Linked DNA regions of Mus musculus: region 1 is linked to region 2. Evidence: chromatin contacts called from public promoter capture Hi-C data. All regions are on one chromosome and are shown on one strand. Each heading gives the region's core, a stretch centred on a gene start, on an enhancer-like site or on the middle of the called end of the contact. The rest is flanking DNA. Distances are from core to core; before and after follow the strand shown.

What was found. Promoter capture Hi-C pulls out the DNA fragments that hold promoters and counts their contacts.
Region 1: a promoter capture Hi-C map of liver shows a contact between it and region 2, with 5 times the contacts expected there. The contact joins the promoter of Adora1 here to the enhancer-like site in region 2. A contact is called at or near these places in 4 of 39 promoter capture datasets (liver, pre-B cells and stem cell-derived epiblast-like cells).

The regions. Positions count from the first base shown.
Region 1 is chr1:134,232,598-134,238,358 of GRCm38.p6, reverse strand. It overlaps Adora1 (adenosine A1 receptor), which reads left to right and starts at 2,902. Exons shown (of 2, transcript NM_001008533.3): 1 at 2,902-4,344. The coding sequence starts at 4,004.
Region 2 is chr1:133,616,822-133,623,426 of GRCm38.p6, reverse strand. Zc3h11a (zinc finger CCCH type containing 11A) reads left to right here. Exons shown (of 18, transcript NM_001276767.1): 16 at 277-443; 17 at 1,243-1,310; 18 at 1,626-3,556. The coding sequence ends at 1,884. Among named protein-coding and RNA genes, the nearest start is that of Snrpe, 9.8 kb to the right of the region's middle. Within about 2 kb of position 4,871, at least 21 of the 459 cell types and tissues checked have an H3K27ac peak or open chromatin away from gene starts, as enhancers often do. A contact at or near this core is called in liver, where this site is marked.

The sequences.
Region 1 (5,761 bases), core at 1,653-4,152, 620 kb before region 2:
AGCACTTTACTATCTATTGGACTAAACCCCCAGGCTCAGACGAGGTTTTTAGTTTGGTTGAGGCAGGGTCTCATTATGTAGCTCAGGCTGGCCGGAAACTCAAGGTATAACCCAGGCTGGTCTTGAACTCCTGAACCTCCTGCCTATGCCTTCTTAGAGCTGAGAAAACAGGCATGTACTGTCATGCCTAGCTTCAGAGGAGAATCTTAAGACCTCTTCTGTTCTCTAGGAATGGACCCAAACCTTGACACCCAGCCATTCTCTCCTCATTGGGGCTCAAAGGGGTGGGCAGGCTCCTGGGGAGTTTGGGGACAATGTGGAGGCCTCTGGAAAGGTGAAGGCTCAGGACTGCTGAACAGGGCTACCCCAGTGTGTTTCCACCTCTGTCCTCTCTTCCACATTCCTCAGGCCCACTGTGGAGAACTAAGGGTACCAGCAGAGAAATCAGAGACAGGGGTCTTGGAAGGCAAAAGACAAGGCTGAGAGGAAATTGTGCAGAGAGCAGGCCTTGGGGTCTTTTCATTTCCTGTGACATCATTTTGCCTCAGAGTCACATGCTTAGTAAAAAGCTTTTCTTTTGGGTACCTTTAAGAGCGCTCAAGCCTGGTACCTGTGGGATTTGGTCCCAACATAGCTCCACTATCAGCACGGGGCAGATTTCAGCATTTTGAACTTTGGACTCTCCTTTCCTCCCCTTCTCCCCATTGGCCTGGCACTGCCTGCTTTTTTTTTTTTTTTTAAGTCTATTACATTTTATTTATTTAGTGCATGTGTCTATGTGTGTGGGAGTGCCACAGTGCACATATGGAGGTCAGGAGACAGACAGCCCTTGACAGACAGTTCTCCTCTTCCATATTGTGGAACTTGAGGATTGATCTCAGGTTGTCCGGCTCAGCAATAAACTCATTCACCCAACCTCTACCTTGTTGGCCTCTTGCTTGTCCTTTTATAAGCACTCTGTATCAAACTCTCCTTCAACCAGCCTGTGCGGATCCCATACCTTCTAGGTATCATTCCTGATGGAGCTGCCATCAGACTAGGACTCTGCTGGAGGCAGCGAAATTCGTGTGCGTGTGCTGTGTGTAGGGAGTCAAATGGCCATGGTAGGAGGTTCATCTAGTCAGGGGTCGGGGCATGTGTGAAAAACAGCAATCACGTTTGGCACAGGGTCCATCCAGTCCCTTGGGTCTTCCTGCTCAGCCTTGGTCCTCCCACAGTGTCCTCCTCTCCCTGAGGCCACTGGCTGGCCCCATGGTGAACTTGCCATAGGGCTGACAAGAAGCAAATCAAGACTTAAAAGAGGATCACAGATATAATTCAGCTGCAGAATGCAAGGCTAGCACACAAGAGTCCTGAGTTCCATTCCTCAGCACCAAGCCAACCAACCAACCAACCAACCAACGAAAAACTCACTTTGCCTAACACCGTGCTGGATTGTGTCTATCATTCCAGTATTGGAATGAGACAGCTAAAATGACTGAGTTCGAGGCCAACCTGAGCTACATAGCAAGTCTTTGTCTTAAAAAATTAAAATTAATTATGTGAAAGGCTTTATGCCTTAAAGGCCCTGAGTCAAGGAAAGAAAGAGCCAAGAGGCACAGATGCCATGCAGATCTCAGCCTCATGTCGCATGGTATGGGCAGGGGCAGGATGGCAGCTTGCTCTTAGGAGTAGGGAGGAATGGGAGGTAGGCAGGAAGGATGCCTGTCATGGATGAGCTGATCTTTTGTCATCAAACTCACAGTCCCCTGTTGTCTGAGGGTGGAAGTGGAAGTGAAGCCCTGGGTCTCCTGGAAGTGTCCTCCCCTCATTGGGCTTCTTTCTCTGGAGAAAACCGAATAGCTCCCACCCTTCCTCCCAGCCACCCAGGTTCCAGAGGAAACTGCTCCTTCCTGTGCTCCTGCAGCACACCCCAGCAGAAGTTGCTCTCCCTCCTGTGGGCAGAGCCCTTCTCCTCAGCTGGGATCCAGCAAGGGGGCAGCAGGTTGTAGGGTTTCCCCTAGCCTGACTCACCCAGCTACTGTACAGTGCAGACCCTTGACCAACAAACAGGATTTCTCAGGGTGGGATCTCTCTATAAGGCACTGAGAGGGAAGGCTTGGGGCTGTGCGTGAGCCAGTGATGAAGTGAGGGCCAGGGACACTGTGGGGGAGGGCGAGGTGGGGAGGGCACTGTGGGAAGGGCACTGTGCTGGTGCTTCAGTGTGTTAGTCTTTGGCAAGTTCCTTTCATTTCCCAGCCTGAATCTTTTTCTGGAGCACAAGGGATTGGACTAGATACTGTGTAGTCTTAGGTGCTGGGGCAGAAAGGAGAAGGAGAAGGAGGAGGAGGGGGAGGGGAAGGAGCATAGTAGTGTAACACTGACAGTGGGGGTCATTTCTCTGAGCCTCAGCATCCTCATCTGCAAAATGGAAATTACGAAGAGCCTGAAAAGCACTCTGAGCGATGGATGAGAAAGGGCTATGACTCAGGAGACTGCCTGCAAAGTAACGTGTGTGCGGGAAGCCTGTGCGCTCCTGACAGTGCTGGGACTGCTTTCCTGAAGAGAGTAGGTTTTAAGATTAGGGGAGGCGCCCAGATGCCAATGGTTGGTGGCGGTGGGAGACCAGAGAGGGGCCCTCTTGAGTCCCGCAGGTGATTAGGGCTTGGGCTGTCCGCCTGCTGCATTGAGAAGGGAGGGAGGGAGTAAGGGAAAGAGGGAACACGGGAATCGGCACCTCGGTACTGTCCCTGTCCCGAGGCCGGATCCATACATCACACCATTCGAGACGCTCACGTTTTCCCAGCTTTTCTCACACTGAATCACTTCCTTTGTTTAGAGGAGGGGGTAGGGGAGGAGACGGAGGGCGACGAGGGAGGGGCCCGCGGGTGCCGCCGCCGCCCCCGCCCCCGCCCCCTCCCCCTCCCGGTGTGCGGAGCCCGATTGTCACTCAGCTCCCGCGCCGGGGGCGACGAAGGCGCCGGCGCCAGAGTGGAGTCTCGGCTGGCTACCACCCCTTGGACATAACTGGCTAGCCCTGGGTTCCCCTGGCATCCTCTGAGGGAGCGACTGCCCAAGGTTTTGAGGTCTGGGGATACTTGGCTAGACAGTTCAGGTGGCCAGGCGCTCTGCCAGCTTTGGTGTGACCTTGGGTAAGTCTGTGGCTCAGTTCGTGCATCATGAGTGTGCAGGAAAGGGGTGGATGAAATGACTGGGGTGTCCCCCTTGGGGCAGTCGATGGGTAAGGATTCTGGGCAGAGCTGGAGCTGGACCAGGCTTCTGTTAAGAATCGGGCACCAGCGGCGTCCCAGGTGGGTGGGCACAGGGTAGGCGTGCGCGCACGCGGGGAATGGGAGCCGGTGGACCCGCCAGGTCCTGGGCTTAGTCCCTCAGAATCACGCCTGCCATCCAGTCCCAGGTACGAAACAGGGGCACTACCTCTTTAAAGGCGTCCGGGGCTGAGCCTCTGCCACACCATGTGATTGCTTGAAAGGCCGGGCTGGGAGCGCAGCGGCGGGAGCCTGGAGAACGATGAGCCGATGCGCGCGCGGTGCCCAGAACCCAACCCTGCCCGGCGCGGCTCCGGAAAGCCGCCCGGGGAACTTAGGGCAACGCCTTTGGGACCCCCTACCGGTTGGCAGGCAGGATGGTGAGCTCCTTGCCTCCGGGTCGGCGGACACCTGTGGGCACTGTGGATTCACAGGGGATCCTTGTGGAGTAAGTGTACAGGGAGCCACCTCACACCTGATACAAAAACCAGTGGTGGAGTGAGTGCTGCTATTTTAAGTTGCTGAATGGAACCTCTAAGGACAAGGGGAGGGGACAGAGGTTAAGCAGATAGTGAGCCTGAGTGTCTGGCCAGCTTGGGCAGGCACTGCATCACTTTACTGGGGCACATCTTCGCAGGGCTGCCTATGTCCCCCTCCTTCCCAGGCTGGCATCCCCACCGCAGGCTTCCTGACCACAGGTGCTGGCCTCGCGCCCCAGGGCGCCTGTCTGCTGATGTGCCCAGCTCCTGCCCACCATGCCGCCGTACATCTCGGCCTTCCAGGCTGCCTACATTGGCATCGAGGTGCTCATTGCCTTGGTCTCTGTGCCCGGAAATGTACTGGTGATTTGGGCTGTGAAGGTGAACCAGGCACTTCGCGATGCTACCTTCTGCTTCATCGTATCCCTGGCGGTAGCTGATGTGGCTGTTGGCGCCCTGGTCATCCCACTGGCCATCCTTATCAACATTGGGCCACAGACCTACTTCCACACCTGCCTCATGGTGGCCTGTCCTGTCCTCATCCTCACCCAGAGCTCCATCCTGGCTCTGCTTGCTATTGCTGTGGATCGGTACCTCCGAGTCAAGATCCCTCTCCGGTGAGTTCATAGCAGCCCAAGGTACTCTGTGCAACCCTGTGTGGGGCTTGGGGATGAGCAAGAGAAGATGAAAGTCAGCACACATAAGCCTCCTAGTCAGCCAGGTATTCTCCGGGCATTTGGATCCCAGCCCAAAGTGCCTTCCTGGGCTCTGTATGGGGATGTTCAGCAGAGCTGCAGTGAGAGAAACAGGAGGGGCTGGGTGTCAGAGAATTACCATCCTGACAGTGCCCATGACCTCAGTGCAGGGACCTGGAGCCTCTGCAACCAGAGAGTCTGAGGGAGCAGGTGAGGTCGGGCCTGGAGTGGGACTGGAACATTTGGAAGGGCTGGCAAGACAAGGGACAGCCAGTATAGGCTTGTGAATGATCTGGGTTCCACCGGACTGGGAAAGGAGGAGAGAAAAGCTTCAGGAGAGAGATGAGGACATGCAGAGGGTGGCACACCAGGACCCAGGGTGCTGCTGCTTCTCGGACCAGACCAAGCTGGCTTCCAGAAGGCACTGTTTAGCTCACTTGTTCGGCAAATGTTTCTGTACCAGCCAACTCCACCCTCCGCGCTGTCCTGCTGAGCCCAGAGGGCTAGTTGCCTCTGCCCAGCCTCCCCTGAGGCAGGGAGCAGGCTGGTGTTGCCCTTCCTGTTCTGGCTGTTGCCTGCGGAGATGCTTTTGCTGTTTCTAGGCAGCTCAGGGTGGGAAGCCTAATGGTGACACCCCTCATAGTGGGGGGTCCATCTCCCTTGAGGATCCCTGCCCAGGCCTACCAAGCCATAATCTTGGCACCAGGCACTGCCTGGGTCACCAAATGCCAGCAAGTGCCTGGGCACCCTGCCAGGAACTGGCTCTGCTGGGACACTCTTTTGAGTGTGTTTCCCCCTTCTTTGAATTCTTGTCACCAGTAGGTTCTCTAAGGGTGAGCTTTAGCCATCTTCAGCACCTGCTGTTTTATGCAGCTTCCTCCTTCCCCTATCTGGAACCTGGGGCCTCTGGCCTCCCTTGGCAGTGTGCCTGGGCAGGCCTGGGCACCGGTAGTCCTCCCTTTGGTCACGTTTAAGCACGTTTCACTTTTCCCAGCCTCTTTTCGTGTCACACGCTCCCTCGCTCCCTGTGTCCAGTGTGGGAGGCGGGGCAGGAACTGGAAGAGAGGAAGCAGGCTCAAGGGATCTCCCTGGAGTCAGGTGTGGAGAGCGTTATCCAACCATGTCCTCCCTCTGATTCCTGAGCCTGGAACTCCCCCCCCCCCCCCATGTCAGCCTCTCCCTATCACTCCCAGCCTACCTCCCTCACGGCCCCAAGGTTTCCCAAGGAAGGTGGGGGCACAGGCTGCTGCTGTTCCAGGGGAAAGGAAACAGCCCAGAAGCCTGGCAAGCTCTGTTCCCAGGGCCTTTCACGCTGCCATTAGCCCCGGGCTGCTGGCCT
Region 2 (6,605 bases), core at 3,622-6,121:
GGTATTGCTTTTTGCTTTGTTTTGTTTTTAGGACAGGGTCTCTCCATAGCCCTTTCTGTGCTGGAACCCATTATGTAGACCAGGCTGGCCTCAGTCTCACAGAGATCCTCCTGCTTCTTTCTGCCTCCCAGGGCTGGGATTTAAGTCACCCACACCATACTTGGACACTTTTTTTTAAATATATATTTCTACTACTAAAGGCATTGAATCTTATTCTGAGCTGCTCAATATGTGAGATTATCTAGTTGCTAATCAGATATGTTCTGTCCCCTGTAGTCAAACCCAAAGTAAATGTGAAGCCATCTGTGGTCAAGGTTGTCTCAGCTCCCAAATTGGCTCCCAAACGCAAGGCTGTGGAGATGCACTCTGCCGTCATCGCAGCCGTGAAGCCGCTCAGCTCCAGCAGTGTCCTGCAGGAAAGCCCCACCAAGAAAGCAGCTGTGGTAAGAGATGAGCACCGCAGTGGCTCAGGACTCTGGCAGTACAGTTGCTCTTTGGCTTTGTCTCTGTTTTTGACTCACACTTGTGTCATTGCCTAAGCATACTGGTTTTTTAGACTGTTACTCTAGTTGAAGATCTGAAGCCCCTTTACTTACTTATATACTCTGGGTTAAACAATGCCTTTGGGCCGAAGATATAGCTCAGTGGTAGAGAGACCACCTAACATGAAAGGTCATCAAAGATCTCCAGTCATGCCAAAACAAAACAACTACAGCCTTGGTTCTAAAGAGGGAGCAAAAGAAAATATGCCCTGGAATTTAAAAAACAAAACAAAAACCTGACTCCAGGCCCAGCAGTGGGGAGGTAGGGGAAGGTAGAGGTCTGGGATAGCCAGAGCTACATAGTCAGGCCCCGTCTCAAACCAAAGCAAGCAGGCAAGCAAAGAAAGAATGAATCCGGGAAGATGGTTCAGTGGGTAAGTGCTTGCTACACACGCATGTGGACCTGAGTTTGAATCTCCAGCACCTACATAAGAAGCCAGTGTAGCCGTACACTTGCCTGTAACCCCAACACTGAGGGATGGAGACAGGTAGACCCAGCTAACAGAGCTGGAAAACACCAGCTTGGGGTTTAGTAAGAGATGGACTTTCCGAGGAGGTGAGACAGAGCACAGGAGAAGACTCTGAACTCTACATACTTGCACACAGGCACTTGCACACACACACACACCCCACAACACACAGACACTAAAAGAGTAAAGCCTAACTCAGCAATTGACCCTTTCTCTCTCTTCCTTTATAGGCTGTTGTCCCACTCCTCTCTGAGGATAAACCCGTCACCATGTCTGAGACAGAAAACCCAAAAGACAGGTAATGCTGTCTTAACCAAACTCCATGCCATTTCAGGTCTTGTTCTCTAGCAAAAAAAATGCTGATAAGTCACTGAACATTTACGGGTTATCCCCTCTAACTCCAAACTGAGGGCCGCACGCCCTGCGGTGTTTGCCTTTACTAATGAAAAGATACTTTAGATAACTGGCTAAATTCACAATGTGATTCCAAATTAGTGGGCCTGTTCTTGTGTGTGTTCAGAAACACTTTTCCTAAACTGCCAAGGCTGTGGTCATTTAACCGTGAAAGAAGTCCACCGCCTGCTCTAACAGTATGCCTTTCTTCCCCTTACAGTTCTGTGCTGTCTTCAGCCCAAGCTGCTTCGGAACCCTTGCTCCCGGAAGGCTCTGGCCCTTCCTCATCCCAGACGGCAACAAAACCGCGCCGGCTGAGCTCCGCCTCCACGGGAAAGCCTCCACTCTCTGTGGAAGATGATTTTGAGAAACTAATATGGGAAATTTCAGGGGGCAAATTGGAAGCTGAGATCGACTTGGATCCTGGGAAGGATGAAGATGACCTTCTGCTTGAGCTCTCAGAGATGATTGACAGCTGAAACCCAAGGGGATAATGAGGACACTTAAAAAAAAAAAAAAAAAAAAAACCCTCACCAAAAACTGGACTTAGTTTCATCTATTTACCTGAGGTGATAATTTCTTTTAAGTCTCAAATTTTGCCCAAATCAAAAGTATACCTCTGAAGTACCTGTGTGTCCTGGACTCCCTGGGGTCGGATCTTTTACATCCCTTGATAAATAACTGTTTTGTCCACTTGCTGCCATTGTTGAGCATCTTTGAGAAGAAAGTTCTGTAATGCCCTTCTCTCCACCTGAGACTGAGCTCCAAATGAAACGGTGCACGAGAACTCAGTGGTCCTCGAGGTGTTTGTTAGTGTGGGCTAGCTTCCCTGCTCTATTTATTTATGTATTGTCTTAATTTTATCAGAGTTTAAAAATGAAGACAGCTGCTAACCATTGTGGACCAAATGTCATGCTACCACTAAACAAAAGACCCACTCAGTCTGTGTTAAATTGTATGTCTTGTATTTGGAAATTCGTCTAAGCTTTAAAGAGGGCCGGGCAGCTCGAGAACCTGAGATACGGACCTAACTCTGGACCTGGTCCTGTTGTGTTAGCTGTTCCGTGAGCCTCTGAAGAGCAATAGCTAATTTATTATTACTGTAATTTTTTAAAGGCTTTAAAGTGCCTCAGGGGTCCCCTGAAACTAATTTTCTATTTCTGGGATTCCCTGGATTCTTTATAAGAGATGGTGACATGACTAGGGAAATTCTTTTTTTAGTATGAAAATTGTCCCTTCAATACCTTTCTCTTACTGGCATTGAATTATCACAGAGACAGAAAATTGGTAAATTTTTTTAATTTCTAACTCTCCCAGGAAACTCCTTGCCTAGTATTTATTTGATATGCTTTAACCATGGGGGGGTGGACCTCAAGCTGCCAGTATTGATCTACAGACTGTAGCAGTACACTGGGCTGTACTGTCAGGGATGGCAAGATGCTCTGGGGTGTATTGGATACCTCCAGTTTCTTCACTTCTGGATTGAGTTTTCTTTTCTTAATGTTGGTCCTCTTCACATCACCTCAAGGTTTAGACTTGTGAAGGAACAAGTCTGATGAGGATAATAGTCTTGAAAGGAGACACTGTACAGAATTGGAAGAAGGAAAGAAAAGACTTGTTCATTGTGATACTTTCTGTAGGTGGCCAGTTTGTTTCTCATAGGGAAATCCTGGACCACCTGTCATGTTGGCTCCTAAGGAACTGCTGTTGTAAGCGGCTCATCAAGAGTTGAAGTTCATGTAGCCTTGTTGGGAATATGGAAAAGGAAGAAAGCCACAGGACTGCCAGTTCAGTCTGGGAAGATCTGGATGATTCTGCACATGCAAAAATGACTTGAAGTTTCTGTATAGACGCTTGTACCGATCCATCTTCAGCTGACTGAATGTTGTATGATAGCCCTTCTCCAAAGCAGAGGTGGAAGGTTCTGGTTTCACCACACATTTTATAAACACATCTCCTGTTTTGAATTGGCCTATAGGTTGTAGGCCTCTTTTGTATATAACCTCTATTATTTTGCTTTAAAAAAAAAAAAAGGTCTGTTCATATTTAATGCCCTGTATTAGTCAATGATTTGTGTTCAACATTATTTGAACCATTTGCCATTAACGAAAGAGAAATACTTATTTGTGTTTTAAATAAAACTGATATAGGAAATCCTTAGTTCTTATCATTATAACTCAAGTGATGCTATTGTTTTAAAGGAGGGCAGATCTAAAAGTGATCTTAATATCCAATGATTGAGAATTTTCAAGCATGATGATGAAAGAAAATATTTAGGAGAGTACAGGGTTTTTCAGTGTGTATGTTGACTTCTTACTGTTACAAAAACACATTAATTGTTAGCAGCCAGAGAACAGAAGTTTCTACCTAATAGTAGCCTAATAGTCCCCAGACTGAGGCTGTAGCTTAGCAGTGGCCCACTTGCCTGCTCCATGTGAGGCCTCTGTCCAACCTGAGCTGTCTTTCCCCCAGAGTCTATCAAGTTGGACATTTTTCATACACATCTTAACGGTAGTGGACCAGATGTTGCAGCTTGGCTCTGCTCAAAAGTATGGGGATAGTTTTAGTTTACAAGTTTTCAAGATTAGGCCAGATGTGGTGGCACATACCAAAGGCAGACGGAGCTCTGAGTTCTAGGCCAAAAAAGAAAAAGACTACAATCAGTGAGGTTCTGACCTTAACAGTTGACTCTCATGGCTACATGTGCGTTCTCATCCCTGCCAGTCTCACAAGCTCCCATAGGGAGAAGCTAAAGTTTAGTAACTACAGTTTACACTGGAAGCTTGAGTTACTTGGATCAGACTCCTGTGATCCTGCTCTGAAGCTAATGCTTCATTTTGTCTGAATAATTCTGTGGCTTTTAACATGTGATGCCCTTGAATTTGGCAGTTAACAGCAGAAAGTGCATGGGCTCCGATGTGAATGCTTAGTAGATAAAACTAAGGTTAAATGTTCCTGGGGACCCATTCTTAAGCTAAAGCTACAGAGAAAGGTTACTGCTAGCTTTCAAGGCCATCTGCTCAAACGCAACGATTTGTAGACCGTCTTGTGTAGCTCAGGCCGACCTTAAGCTTTCCTGATTCTCCTGCCTCTACCACCCAAGTGCTTAGATGGAAGACATGAACCAGGTCAGGTTCATGTGCTAGAGACTAAACCCAGAGTGTGGTGCTAAGCTGCATCCCAAACCCTGCAGTTGACTTTTAGTTTGCAAAGTGATGTCAAGGGCTATGGGGGCTGGAGAGATGGCTCAGTTGATAAAGGCATTTGCCTTACATTCCTGGCAACCAGCATCTAATAAGACAACCAACTCTCCAACACTGCCCTCTGACTTCCTATGCTTAGGCCATGTCATGCCCCCCCAAAATAAGTTTCTAAAAATTAAAAAGAAGAGAGGTTAGAGCCAGTGACTCAGCTCGAGGACTGTCAGGCCTGGTGGCCTGAGTTGAACCCTCCAGGCGCATGCAGAGAGAGAACTGACTGCTGCATGTTGGCCTCGTCATGCGTGTGGCACATGGACACACCCATAAACACACAAATGTAACTGGTAAACAGTCGAAGGGCCAAAGTACAAAGGACTCACTCTCTCTACCGTTTTCTTAACACACAGTAAATCGACCAAAGCATGCAGAGACTCTGGAACGGCAGTCTAGGGTTTTATGATTTTGTTGTTTTGTTTTTTATGAAAAGTTTAACAAGTTTTACTGAATAGGTCTATTATTATTATTATTCAGTATTTGGTTGGACTTAATTCCTAAAATGAAGTGTGACAGTGAGTTAAAGCAATATCTCCTCTGTCCTTTTTAAAAATCTCTTACTTTGTTCTCATTGCAGTGAAACAACAGTCCACTTTCCTGACACTGGCTTGCTGTCAAGGGAGCTGGAGGAGTTGGTTTCTTTAAAGGTGCTGTGTGTATAAGATAAGGAACTAAACAGATTAGGGAAACATTGAACGAGAAAGTAGTGTTGGAAGGCGAGGGAAACCCTACCTCATGGGCCAGCCACTGCAAGCTCTCATTGGTCTGTCTTTTAGAAAGGCTACCAGGAGGAAAAGATAACTTATGTTGGCATTGACTGCCATAAGGATTTTGGAGTCCCACCCTTGGAGACACAAAGAAGAATTTTGAACTTACATTGTAATTAGATTATCTTGGTCACTAGGGATGGGTGAGTTCTAGGTCAGATTCCTGCTCCTGAAGTCCTTAAACAATTGTGAGGGATGTGAATGGCACTTGTGTGAGGATGCCTGCAGAGGGATCAGGTCACAGGATCCCTTGGAGCTGGAGTGACAGGCAGTTGTGAGCTGCCTGCCGCAGGTGCTAAGGACTGAGCTCAAGGTCCTGGAAGAGCAAGTGCCCGCAGGAAATACTGTAAAACAGGAACAGCCAGCGGAATTGCTCGCGCCTGTAAGCCCAACACTAGGGAGACAGGAGGATAGTTCAAGGGCAGCCTGTTTTTCAGAAAATTTCAGAGAATTTCAGAAAAACAAGAGTAAAGAGGAGTGGAGTAGTACTTTGGTTTTGGTAGTTTCTGAGACAAGGTTTCACTACATAGCCTTGAGTAGCCCAAGACTTGCTTTGTAGCTCAGGCTGACCTGGCCTCTTAGGGATTTGCTTGCTTCTTTAATCCTAGGATCAAAGGTGTACGCCATCATGCCCAGTTTAACAGAAATTTTAAGTAGATAATGAGCTGGAATCTTTTTTTTTCTCTTTTTTTTTTAATTAGGTATTTTCCTCGTTTAATGAGCTGGAATCTTAGTAGCTTTTTCTGTTCATGTCTTACTGTACTTTTTGAAGAGAGCTCATATGGCCTTATACTTCTTAATCCTCTTGCGTCTGACTTTCAAATGCTGGGATTACAGGTCTACATTACCATTGGTTTATGTAGTACTGGAGATTAAACCCAGGGCTTTGAACATATTAGAAAAACACTCCCAGCACTTCATCTTCAACAGGTGATCTAAGCCATAGAGTAAGGGTCTTGCTAATGCCTCAACTCTAAAACATGTCTTTTGCCCTCTGAATATTTTTGTTTGTTTGTTTGTTTGTTTGTTTGTTTATTGGCACAGGATCTCTACATAGCCCTGACCTGGAATTCACTGTAGACCAGACTGTCTCGAGTTCTGCCTGCTTCTACCTCAATGCTAGGATTAAAGGTATGCACCACTACACCCAGCCCCTTTGTCAAAAAAATTTTTTAATGT